Linked DNA regions of Mus musculus: regions 2 and 3 are each linked to region 1. The links are chromatin contacts, called in public HiChIP or PLAC-seq and capture Hi-C maps. All regions are on one chromosome and are shown on one strand. The core of a region is the stretch at or near the end of the contact, and the rest is flanking DNA. Distances in the headings are between cores, read along the strand shown. Region 1 holds the start of Svop (SV2 related protein). Region 2 holds the start of Fam222a (family with sequence similarity 222, member A). Region 3 holds the start of Cmklr1 (chemokine-like receptor 1).

Region 1 (4,077 bases), core at 552-3,051:
GATTAGAAAAAAAAATCTCTTCCAAAGTTAGTATGAAGCCAAGCTGAGTGTTTCAGGAGAAACCATAAGAAACCAGATCGAATCAATCAGCTTGGAGCGGAGTTTGAGCCAGAACTGCTGAGTGGACCACCCAGCCAGAGTTCAGAAAGAGCTAGAAAGGGTGAGCTTATTCAGCAGCAAGTCTCAGATGCTGAAAACATTTCTAGGTCTAGATTAGATTGAACAGAGACTAGAAGCTTCCAGGACCAGGCCTAGGTTAGCAGACAGGGGCAGTAAACGTCAGAGACAACAATCATTTCTGGCAAATAATAGCTTCTTTTACAGGGGACTGGAGAGATGGTTGAGAGTACTGGCTGCTTTTCCAGAGGACCTGAATTTGGCTCCCAGCATCCACATGGTTGCTCATCACCAGCTGTATCTTCAGCTCTAGGGGATCTAACGCCCTCTTCTGGTCTCTGTAAGTATATGCATGTGCATGAGGCACACATACTATAAGTGCAGTCAAACAGCCATACACATACTATAAATATAAAGGTGGTGGGGGCTGGAGAGATGGCTCAGCAGCTAAGAACACTTGCTGCTCTTCCAGACGGCCTGTATCAGGGGCCTGAAACTCAAAGACTAGGGAATCAAATACCCTCTCCTGGCTTCTAGAGGTACCCTACTCCCCCAACAGGCATGAACATATATACGTACACACACATACACAGAACTTATAAAACATTAGGAAAGAACGTTCCTCTCTTCCTTCTGTCCCTGTGATCCTCCATCCAGTCATGGCTCTTGTCCATGGGAAGCATGGAAGTCACCATCTTGGAAGGTGAATATTTTTCTCCTTTCTCCACTTATTCACACCAGAGCCTGGAGTTCTCTAGGCTTCTGAGGAGCTATTTAAATGTACAGACAGCAGACCCACACCCAGGGGGCTTCATGGTCTTGGATGGAGTCAACTGATTATGCACAACTCTCTCTCTCTCTCTCTCTCTCTCTCTCTCTCTCTCTCTCTCTCTCTCTCCCAACAGCATCTCACCTCGTAGCCCTATCTGGCCCGGATCCCACAGAGATTCACCTGCCTCTGTCTCCAACTGCTGGGGATCCAAGTTGTGTACCACCATGCCTGGCTTGTTTAACTTTTGAGATGTGGTTTGATATGTGCCCCATCTGTCCCCAAGCTTTCTGGTAACCCAGGCAGCCTTTGAACTCACGATCCTCCTGCTTCGCCCTTCCTGTGCCACCACACCCAGGCATGATGGATGTTCACCCAGCATGCTCTTATGTGTCAGGCACATGCCTCTGGGCACTTGAGATGCATTTGAGAAAATTCAAGGAGCTCAAGGGAGGGTGGAGAATCTTCATTCAAAGGGAAGGGCATCAAGGCAGGGACTCTGCTGTTTACTTCTGAATCACAGGCCGCAAAGATCACAACGCTGGCTGAGTAACTGAGTTACCCTTCCGCCTTCTAGCCTTCAGTACCCAACAGGATCCTTTTCTGGGCCCTCAGCTCTGTGATAACAATCTTTTCAAACTGTTCTGCCATCAGCGTGCTACAGTGCCTGGTGGCACCTAATAGGTGCAGTGTAATACGTGGAGTACATTTCCAGAAATCTATACTCCGTTCTAGAGCTTAAGCTTCCGGGACATCAAACGGACATTAATCAATTCGTACAAATACTCAGGGAGGGAGGCTTCTTCTGGACGGTCGGGGTGTCCCGCAGACACCCCAATCAGAGGACCGTGGGCTCCTGGGAGCAGCAGGGCTCGCCCCGCCCCCTCCACCGCGCAGCCCTCCCCTCGTCCTCCGCCCACTCCTGTCGGTCTCCCGGCGGTGGCAGCGGCTGGCTTTGTCTCCCGGGCAGGGCTCCCTCCCCCAGCAGCTAGCTGCCCAGCGAGGAAGCGGTAGAGCTGTCCAGCATCCCGGTGCTGAAAGCCGGAGCACCGGCCCTTGCTCCACCATGTAAGGGTCATGCCCAGGCTCGCCCTGGCGCACCGCGGACATGGAGGAGGATCTGTTCCAGCTCAGGCAGTTGCCGTGAGTACCGCGGGGGGCGAAGGGAGGCTGGCAGGGCGCCCTTTAGAAGAGCAAAGCCTGCAGGGGTGCATCCCCGCACGGCCTCTTGGATTGGAAAATGCTGTTACAGACGGAAGAATTGGGCCTGGAGGAGACAAGCCATTTTCTCAGCCCAGCTTCTGTTTCTCATTCATTTCCCTACCCCCCCCCCCCCAAGATCTGTCAGGACCTTGTGGGAATCCTTAGTTTCTGTGTTTTCCCTTGGAAATCGCTCTCAACCCCGAAGGGGGTTTGAGGTCTAGGCTGTGAGAATGCATTGGATGCTGTTTGGAAATGTGGGCTGAATTGACAAGGGCTGACATCTGTCCCTTTCCAGCCTTTCTCCTATACTATGCAATTCCTGATTTTTCCCCCCTACAAGGTCTTTCGGAAAGGAACGGTGTGAGGTTGCAAACTGCTTTCTAAACAGCACGTATGCTTTCCTAGAGGAGAGGCTGTTTGTGTAGCACGTGAATGAGACGGCTTGTGAGTCCTGGCTTGAGACTCTTGTCTTCTGAATGAAAGGTTGGGGGGGGGGTAGCTAGCTGGAGTATGCTTTGGCTTGGACACACCAGGAATGCATTCCTTTGAGGTTGGAAAATTTCTGGGGATACCTACTTCACTGAGAATCTTGTGGGAACCACAGAGAGGCAGTGGAAAAGACAGAGAGGCCTTCAGAGGTATTTACAGATAGCTTTCCTGCCACAGCAATGGTGTTTTGTTAAAGCAAATTCCAGGATTCCCGTTTTAATTTTTAACTGGCAGGTGGAAGTCAATTCTGCTTGGGTCTGTTGAGAAGGACTGGGTATTGTTAGCATGTGTAACTTTAAAAATGGTGTGCCCCCCCAAACCTCAAGCCACGGAGGAACCCTCTCAAGTGACTTTTAGTGTGACTGGTCTGGCTCTCTGAGACTCTTGAGTGTTTGTGGGGGTTGCCATATTTACTTCTCAATTCGGTCAAATTATTTTTCATTACACAGCTTTCAGGAATTAAAATTGTACTTTTACGCTTCTGTTAATAGATCCATAAATACCCCCCAACTAATGACAGCTTCATTTCACGATGCTAAAGGGTACCCGCTTCTAATACCCCAAAGCAAAAAATATAACTCTCAGAACAGACAGCCCTCCTCAAGGAAATCATGCCACGCTCCCTGAGCTCAAACACTGTGTTCCCAGAGCCCAATGATCACCCCGAATACAAAGGCAACCCACAAACTGAAACAATGTTGCTCAGAATAAGAACACGTACTGGGATGTCAGCTTTTAGTGGAATGAATTTTCACACCCCAGCAGACCATGTGATCATGGCAAAGGACATATGTGCCTTTAGCTTTCCAGAATGTAGGCATCATGACATTACATACTAATTTTTTTTCCATAGCTAAAAGAGACTGAAAACTGGGGAACCAGGGTTTGTCTCATTCACACTCGAAATGAGCACTTGTCTACCATGCACAGGGCCTTGGGTACCATCCGTGGTGTGAAATATACAGAAAGAAATTATGAGACTAGGGAAACTTATATATGTATATATGTAATTAATTGAAGCTAGGTTGAGATGCAGGCCTGCCCTGTAATTCCAGCAATTGAGGGACTGAGTCTGGATAGCTTCTAGGCCAGCCTGAGCCACATGCTGTCTCAAAAACACTCATCATCATCGTCATCACCATTATCATCACCATCACCATCATTATCTGGGGAGGAGGGTACACACTGTTAGTTTCAGCACTCGGGAGGCAGAGACAGACAGATCTCTGTGAGTTCAAAGCCAGCTCTACAAGAACATGTTCCCGGACAGCCATGGGTATACAAAGAGAAATTTTGTCTGGACCCACCTCCCTCAATTCTCTCCATGTTTTATAGATAGAAGAACAGATACTAACCTTGGGAGAGGTTAAATGGCTTACTATCAGAGCAGACTGGCTCTGAGTCAGGCAGACTTGGGTTCAAATCTTGACCTCAAGTCAGTTAACCTTTCTAAGACTTGGTTTCCTTAGCTATGAAGAGATGGGGACAGAAGAAGGGGT
Region 2 (4,077 bases), core at 397-2,896, 480 kb before region 1:
CCTCCCCCCCCCACCCCGGTATTTATTGACCTGTTAATGGAAGAGCCTGGGAGGAGGCTGTAAAAATGGTCTGTAGAGAAACCCTGTCTCACCTGTCGTCCCCGCCCCCCCCCCCCATGGGAGCAACAATGCCAGCGTCTTCAATCTTTCCCCTAGAAACTTGACTGTGGCTATTTTACCCCCTATCTGGCCCTGGCAGTGATTGCTGGGATGGGCAAATGAGAGTAAGCAGGCTGTGGCTTGGGAGCTCTCTGGGCTCCATACTGTACAGGGCTGCTGCCAGAGTTCGGTGGGGAGAGGAGGGCTCTCAGCATCTCCACCTATCCCCCCTGGCCTGGTATTTGCTTAATGAGCATCTATTACACTGCTTGTCAAAGTCATCTTAAATGACAGAAGGGGAACAGCTAAGGCAGGAGTCCCAGCTGGACCATGGCCCCTTACCTTGAAGAGCAGGGGAGTTCCCTGAACTTACACAGACAGACAGACAGACAGACAGACAGACACACACACACACACCAGGAAGGTCCTGGCTCCCCTCTCTCTCTGGCTCAGGCAGGACATTCACCTTTTCAAGAGAAGCCTGTTTGAAGGCTGAAGCCCACATTTTTCTGGGGACCCTGGGAACTCCAGTTGCTGGCTGGGTACATGGTAGGGTTCATGGGGACCTCCTTTTAAGCATCCTGCTTAAAAGTAAGAGGTTGCTCTGTTTGGGAGTCTGGGAGACTCCAGACACTGCAGGAGACATAGGCAGAGTTCTGAACACCTGTCCTCAGGGGCAGGGACAGCTGGCACTGCCTGCCTCCCTCCCCCACCTCGAGTGGGGATTTAGGTCATAAGATTGCGGCCGGGGAGGACAGGGAGTTGGCCTTCACCTTCTACTACACCAAGGCATTCGGCCTTGGCCATTCTGGCTCCACTCAAAGCCAGCTGTGTTGTCACAATTCTGGTGACATCAAAGGTCGGGCAGTGATGTCACATGCAGCCCATTGGAACATGCTGTCTTTGTGAGTTATTTGTAACAATAGACACACAAATGTCTTGCCTGGAAAGACACCATCCTCAGACATGAAGTTTTGGGACTCCCTGTCTCTGAGCTCTGTCTCTTTAAGATCCCAAAGGTGGTTTTGTAGACCCCCTCCATGCTGGCCAACCCTGGCTGCCCCCAATCAATCTTTACAAAAGTACAAGATTCCCTAAGAATCTCCAGAGGACAGGGCCACCACCTTTGTTAGCTTCATGGGTGGGGTGCCTTTCCTCTGACAAATACCGATGTCAGTAGAATACCCACGAGGGTCCACAATCTCCACTCCAGCCAGTCCAAATAAGTTGTGTGGGCAGGACAAGGGTGGACAAGTAGCATTGCTGTCTCTGGGCACCCAACAACCTAGGGCCCTTTTAGGGCCAGTCCAGGTTGCCAGGTTGCGAGGAGCTGTCCCCAGCTCAAACCCAAAATTCTGCACCCCGCAACTCACCGTATCAGGCAGTCGGACGAAGGGCACCAAATCTCAGAGGCCACGACGCTCCGATCTGCGGGTTGCGGCCATGCAGGGGTGATAAAGATTGCTGGAGAAAGGCCCCCTTAGGGGGCCGATGTCTTTCTTCGTATGGAAAGGGGAGCCGTCGGTGAGGGCGATCCCTGCGTCCGGAAGCGCCGTCCGAAGTCGGAAAAAGGTTTTTTTTTCCCCCCTCTCAGTACCCGTCGCGTCCGCCTGGGACCCCGGCCGCTCGCGCGCTCAGGCGGCGCATCCTCGCAGGAGACTGTGCTCCATACGTCCGGCGGGAGGCGCTGCGCCTCCCTTCGGGGCCCGGCTCACCGCTGCAGCTCTGCCCGCGCCTCTCCCAGGGCGCCCTCTCCGTCCGCGCTGGGAGGCCGGCGGCCGCGGCCCCTCTCGCCAGCCCCAGCTGCAGCCTGTCTTTGTTGCTTCCTCTCGCTTGCCCTCCCGCCCTCGGCTTGCAGCTCCCGGCTTTGCTCAGAGGTGGAGAGTCCGTCTCCTCGGAGGGTTGCACGCACCTGCAGCGGCCCGGGCTCCTCGCCCGGCGTGCACCGGCCCCCGCAGGTTGCAGAGAGCAGCGCCGAGAATGAGCCGGCCCCTCCTCCTCCTGCTCCGAGCTCCGGGTGTGGGGGGAGGGGAAGCCGGCGAGCAGCGGCAGTGGCAGCCGCAGCGAGCGGCAGAGACTGGGATGTAGCCTCGCGGGCCTTGGCGCTGAGGACCAGCAGATCCAGCAGGCGCAGGGCAGACTCGGGGATGGAGAGCCGTGCACCCGGTATGGTGCTCGAGCGCCGCAGCAGCGGTCGGCGCACAGGTCTCTCCCGTGCCCGTGGCCCGGGACGGTTCGCGGGGCTCCCGGAGCCGCAACCTCGCGCTGCCCAGCACCCTCGCCTAGCCTCGGGCCCGGCTCTTCGCCCGGCCTGGCCGGCGCGCGCAGCCTCTTCGCAGAGCTGCCGGCCCGGCAATGCTGCCCGCTGCTCCGCTCCGGCACGACTGACAGGCGCGGGCGCCCGCTCCTGCCGCTGCGTCTCACCCCCGGTCCGCCCCCCGCGTTACGGCCCAATCAGCTGCAGCCGAGAGGCGGTTACCACGGTGACGCGGCGCCGCGTCCTCCGCGAGGCGGGGCTGGGGGCCGCCACGCGCGCTTTTCGCGGCAAAATTCAAAGGCCGGCAGGGCGGCTCTCCAACCTTTTTCCCCAAGCGGGGATGAGGCGGGTCCTGCTCCTAGAGGACTACAACTCCCGGCTTGCTGCGAGCCTAAAACAGGCGAAGGAGTCCCGATTGGAAGGGCAAGGCATGCTGGTTGTTGTAGTCCCTTTGTCGAAGACCTAAAGGGTTGAAAGCAGGTAATCCTATTCACTGAGTACCTGTTTGAGGGTAGGTACTATGCATTATTCCGTTTACTCTTGGAACAGGCCCTATGAGGAGTGTGTTAAAGATAGTAAAAATAGGTTGGGGTGACACCAAATGGTAAAGGGTGCGGTTTGCAAGACCCAACATCAAACCTTGGGACAACCTAAACACACACACACACAGAGCAAAGTGCATACTACACTTAAATTTTTCAAAACTGTGAGATTGGCTTTATGGCCTACATTTTACAGAGGAGAACACTGATATTTGACACTTGTTCTCAGTTTACGGACAAAACTAAGACGTGAAGCTTCCCGATTGCCTTTTCCACGGAGCGACTGGGGATGGTGGTGGAGTTTTGGGCATCAGCGCTGAGATCTGTGGAACACAAACCACATGCTGAATCCTTGGTCAGCTCCATCCCACAGATGTATACATTGACCGCGGGAGTCAGGCACTTAGTATTTTCTATGTTGCTCCTGTTGGTCTCAAACTCCTAGCTTCAAGCCATCCTCCTGCCTCAGCCTCCAGAGTGCAGAAAATATGACCACAAGCCACCATACCTGGTAAGGCTCCGGTTTGTCGTCCATTTAACAGGTAGGGAAACTGAGGCACAGTATCACCTAAAACTAAGTAGGTGTTTCCATTCTTACTTGCCTGACAGCCCACAGGTAGCAGACAGGGAAACTGAACCCTGGGAGACACAGATTCCTAAACTGTTAAAATGTCTGTCACAAGACTGGGCAGTAGTGTCACATGCCTTGAATCCCAGCACTTGGGAGGTAGAGGCAGGTGGATTTCTGAGTTCGAGGCCAGCCTGGTCTACAGAGTGAGTTCCAGGACAGCCAGGGCTACACAGAGAAACCCTGTCTTGAAAAACTGAATTAAAAAAAATGTATGCCACAAAAGAAGTTGAACACCCAGCTTTCCAGACAGAACTTCAGGATCCCTGCAGAAACGTAAAACATCAATCAGACACCCCCATCCAGCCTCCAAGACACCCCCATCCAGCCCCTTTAGGGGCTTTATCTTAGGGATGCTTAGTGATCTCAGGCTTTATCTTAGTGATGCCTGGCGTCCTCCCAGAACCTTGCCTGCGGTTGACCTTGGCCGTTTATCTTCAAGGCTTGGTGTCTGTAAAATGAGAAGACATATCTTAATCTCCTCTGTATCTGGCCGTTGTGGGGGGGGGGGCAAGAGAGAGCACCAGATGCACTCAGCAAGTGTTTAGTGG
Region 3 (4,077 bases), core at 552-3,051, 440 kb after region 1:
ATAGCTGCAAAGACAAAGACAGGTGGTGACAGATACAACCCAATTGTCTAGGACTTTGAGGCTGAGCTGAGAAGGTACCCCCTCCCTGCCTTTGTCTTTGACCTCCCCTTCCCCCCGCTCCTCCTCCTCTTTATCCTTTCTCCATTCTTCTCTTGTCTTTATCCTCATCTCTCTATCTTTCTTCCCCTCCCTCCCCTCACTCTTATTTCTCCTCCCCTCCCTCTTCTTCTCTCTCCTCCCTCTTTCTTCCCCTCCCCTTCCCTCTTCTCTCTCCTCCCCCTTTCTTCCCCTCCCCTCCCTCTTCTCTCTCCTTTCTTCTCCCCCTCCCCTCCCTCCTCTTCTCTCTCCTCCTCTTCCTTCCCCTCCCTCCATTCTTCTCTCCTCCCCCTTTCTTCCCCTCCCTCTTCTCCTCCCCTCCCTTTGTTCCCCTCCCTCTTCTCTCCTCCTCCTCTGTATTCCCTCCTCTCCTCTCCCCTCCTCTCCTCTCCTCTCCTCTCCTCTCCTCTCCTCTCCTCTCCTCTCCTCTCCTCTCCTCTCCTCTCCTCTCCTCTCCTCTCCTCTCCTCTCCTTCTCCCCCTTTCTTCCCCTCCCCTCCCTCCTCTTCTCTCTCCTCCTTTTCCTTCCCCTCCTCTCCCTCTTCTCTCTCCTCCCCCTTACTTCCCCCCTTCTTCTCTCTCCTCACCCTTCTCCATTACCTTTCCCCTGCTTCCTTTCCTTCTTCTTTCTCTCCCCTCTCCTCACCTGTAAGTAGCTTTAGGCAGCAGGGCTTCCAACCATGACAGACCTCAGCTTGGTCTTAGCTGTGAGCCCGAGCCGGCTGCCTGGGCACAGATTCTGGTCCACGGCCTCAGCATCTCCATCCGCCATGCGTGATCTACTCTTCCAGCCCCGTTGCAGCAGGCATGGTGATGCATGACACTCTCAACCAAAGCACTTGCTATGGATCACACAGGCCAAGGACTGTTATGTCTTCCTTCTGGAGGTTGAGGACTGGGATCTAGCCTGGTTGGGCTCCAGCTCTGCCATCTCCTAGCTGGGTAGCATAGGGTAAGAAACTTAACCTTTCTGTGCCCCAATTTCCTTACCAATAAACAAGGGTAATAAAAATACCTGTCCACAACCACCACTGCCGTAGGGAGGATGTAGTATCAAGTTCCTAGCACTGTGAAGGTTGTGTACTGAGTGCCCAGTACCCTGCCTTGTTCTTGGCTACTTCAACAATTCTGTTGCTGTCGGTGCCAATAAACTAGGCACTATATCAGGTGGTGGGGACAGACTGGGGAAGACAGGCAGCAGGCAGGACAGCGTGATACCTCTGTCAGTGCTTGCTGTGATGTGGAAACCCAGAGTAGTCTGTCAGGGGAGGTTTCTTCATCACGGAGAAGGAGCTGGAAGCCATCTGGCCACACTAGGGGCAAGAATAGCACTCAGAAGTAGGGAACAGCAGGCAAGAGGCCATAGGGCTTGCTACCGTCCCTACTGCGGGCAAAGATAACCAGCTGCGGGTGGGTCTTCAGGTCGGTCAGGAGTAACTTCCCCAGCAGCCTGGTTTCAAGGCTCCATTTGCGGCTCCAGTTGTGCGCCCAGACAAGGGGCGGGTCATTCCTAGTGGGCCGTTACCACCCAGGAGCCCAGCCTGGCTGGCAGGCGAAGCCTCCTCTGGGGGAGTGGCGGGGGGCCCACTCCACACAGCTGGCGCCCCCGCCCTCCCCAGGCTGTTTCCTGCTCCTCCCGCCCCTCCCCGCTCCAGCTGTTTCTCAGGCTGAGTTCTGTCCCTGTCCCCACACAGAACACAGGACAGAGGGAGGCTCTTAGGATGTTGTGCTCCGCGGGGCTCAGACGAAATCTTCTGTGAATGGAAGAAATGCTTCCAAGCAAACAGCCACTACCAGAACAACTGAGAAAGAGGCCAGAGCGCGAGTTCTCAAACCCTGAAGTCGCAGGAGCCGGAGGGGGATATTGGAGAGAAGGTACAGCACTTGGTTCTGAGTCCTGCAGAGGGCGGGAAGGGACGCGCAGGCAGGGACTGGAGCTCCTCTTTGGGTGTGTGTCAAAGGAAAAGTTTCTAGCATAGAATCAGAGCTGAAGAGCGACGCTGGTGTTTGTGAAAACCAGCGTGGCCACCGCAGGCCATCCGTGAGGATGAATCCTTCCTCGACTCAGAGCAAAGCCCACTTGTGCCGTGCCACAGACCACCCCCGTCAGGCTCTCCGGCTCCCGAGAGGACAGTTCAGTGGCTGCTGACAAAGGCTGGCCTTGGGGGCATGTAACTACTGTGAGGTCCACTTCTCTTTTTGTTTTTTAGTATTCTGAGTGACCAGCGCTGCCATGAACACTTTGTGGGATAGTTTTGCTTTGTGTATTAGTCCCGTGGATATATTCCCATAGGTGACCCCATATCACTGTGTGTGTGTGATGCTCTGTGTGATGTCCAGATGTGCAGGCAGAGGGAGAACGTGGGGTGTCTTCTTCTGTCACTCTCTGATTATCATAAGCCTTGTCAAGGTCTCTCATAGACCCAGAGAGAGGCAGAGGCAGGAGGATCTCTGTGAGTTCAAGGCCAGCCTGGTCTACAGAGTGAGTTCCAGGACAGCCAGGGCTACATGGAGAAACCATGTTTTAAAATTATTTTATTTTTAATTATATATATGCATGCCAATATCTATGTGGGTCTGTGCATGTGAGTGCACGTGAGTCCCGGACAAAAGAGGATCAACTTCCCCTACAGCTGGTGTTACATACAGATGCTGATGAAACCATGTCAATGCTGGGAATTGAACCTGGGTCTTCTGGAAGAACAGCTGGTACTCTTAACCACCGAGCCATCGCTCCAGTTCTTCACTACCCTTTTTTAAAGATATGTGAGCTGTCTGGTCATGGCAATTTCTTCCTGCTGACGCTGTACATGGCATGGCATAGGGGTGCAATAGCCTTGAAGCCTTCTTAACACTAGGGCTGCCTGCCTCTGCTTGAGATGCTTCTGCTTGCAACTCTTTATGTGATGGGGCAGGGTCTCTCGCTGGGACCCTGAGCTCACTGACTAGGCTTAGCTGGCTGGGCAGTGAGCCCTATGGATCTTCCTGACTTCTGCTTGCAACTCTTTATGTGATGTGGCTCAGAGAGGACAGGCCACAGGTCTGAGGTCACACAGTGAGGAAGTGGAGGAGGAGGAGGTCTTGTGTTTGCTGTGTCTTAAGAAAGCCTTGATTTCCCTTTAACTCTCTCTCCTTCCCCTTTCCAAGGGGATCTGTGGTTCTGGCTTCTGTCAAGGGCAAGGCTGGCTTGTCTCAGGACCTTGCTGCTGCCAGTGTGTGTGCCTGTTCACAGTTCACTCAAGCTGCAGAAGGGGCTGGCTCGGGACTCTCTTCTGAAAGGCTTAGCTTAAACTTGTGGGGTGTCTGGCATGTGCGAGATATCATCTGAGAGCCAAGGACAAGTGGCTCTGGACTCGCCCAACTCTTTGAGGAGTAGATGAACCCCATACAGGCTTCTATCTACCTCAACCCAGTAGAGAGGTCTCCGCACCCCCATATAGCTGCTTCCACATGGTCTTATAATCTGTCACTCATCTAGTCTGTCTCCTAGCAACCTGGGGCTCACTGAGGCACAGCTCAGTGTTATGTCCCTGGGGACCTCCATCCCCTCCCTAAGAGCTGTCCATGGAGAAGCTGGGCCCCAGTTTTAGCATCTGCAGAATGGGCTGGGAGACTGGACTATAGTCCTGCCTCTTAGATGCCTGATTACGAATGACATCTTGAGGTGGTTTTCTGGACTCGACCATGCCTCACGATGAGGGTTCTAGTAACACCCCCAGTTTGCAGATTAGAAACCCGAGGCCTTTTAGGGTTCTAGAGACAGACCACCACAGACTCTATAGGGCCCCGCAGCTCTAGATCTGGGTTTGTGCCTCAGTTTCCACATCTGTGAGACGGGGTTCTGAACAGGAGCTACCCAGTAGAATTTTTACAAAGGAGAAGTGAGATAGGATCTCCCTGGCAATAATGCTTGGCAGACAGTGGTCCAGTGTGTGTATGTGCAGTATATGTATGTGCAGGTGTATGTGTGTGTGCATGCATG

What was found. HiChIP or PLAC-seq counts read pairs in DNA pulled down with a chosen protein or histone mark. Capture Hi-C pulls out chosen DNA fragments and counts their contacts.
Region 2: a contact with region 1 is called in a capture Hi-C map of embryonic stem cells, with 2.1 times the contacts expected there. The contact joins the promoter of Fam222a here to the promoter of Svop in region 1. A contact is called at or near these places in 1 of 39 promoter capture datasets (pre-B cells) and 1 of 9 other capture datasets (embryonic stem cells).
Region 3: a contact with region 1 is called in an H3K27ac HiChIP or PLAC-seq map of microglia, with 5 times the contacts expected there. The contact joins the promoter of Cmklr1 here to the promoter of Svop in region 1. A contact is called at or near these places in 1 of 115 datasets of contacts at active chromatin or transcription factors (microglia) and 1 of 9 other capture datasets (adipose tissue).

The regions. Positions count from the first base shown.
Region 1 is chr5:114,089,104-114,093,180 of GRCm38.p6, reverse strand. It overlaps Svop (SV2 related protein), which reads left to right and starts at 1,801. Exons shown (of 16, transcript NM_026805.1): 1 at 1,801-2,029. The coding sequence starts at 1,995. Gm16108 (predicted gene 16108) reads right to left here. Exons shown (of 3, transcript NR_166617.1): 3 at 3,297-3,744.
Region 2 is chr5:114,565,820-114,569,896 of GRCm38.p6, reverse strand. Fam222a (family with sequence similarity 222, member A) reads right to left here and starts at 1,646. Exons shown (of 3, transcript NM_001004180.1): 1 at 1,473-1,646.
Region 3 is chr5:113,648,114-113,652,190 of GRCm38.p6, reverse strand. It overlaps Cmklr1 (chemokine-like receptor 1), which reads left to right and starts at 1,801. Exons shown (of 3, transcript NM_008153.3): 1 at 1,801-1,970. It overlaps Gm52823 (a long non-coding RNA gene), which reads right to left and starts at 1,447. Exons shown (of 3, transcript XR_003955975.1): 1 at 1,314-1,447; 2 at 742-1,033; 3 at 1-4.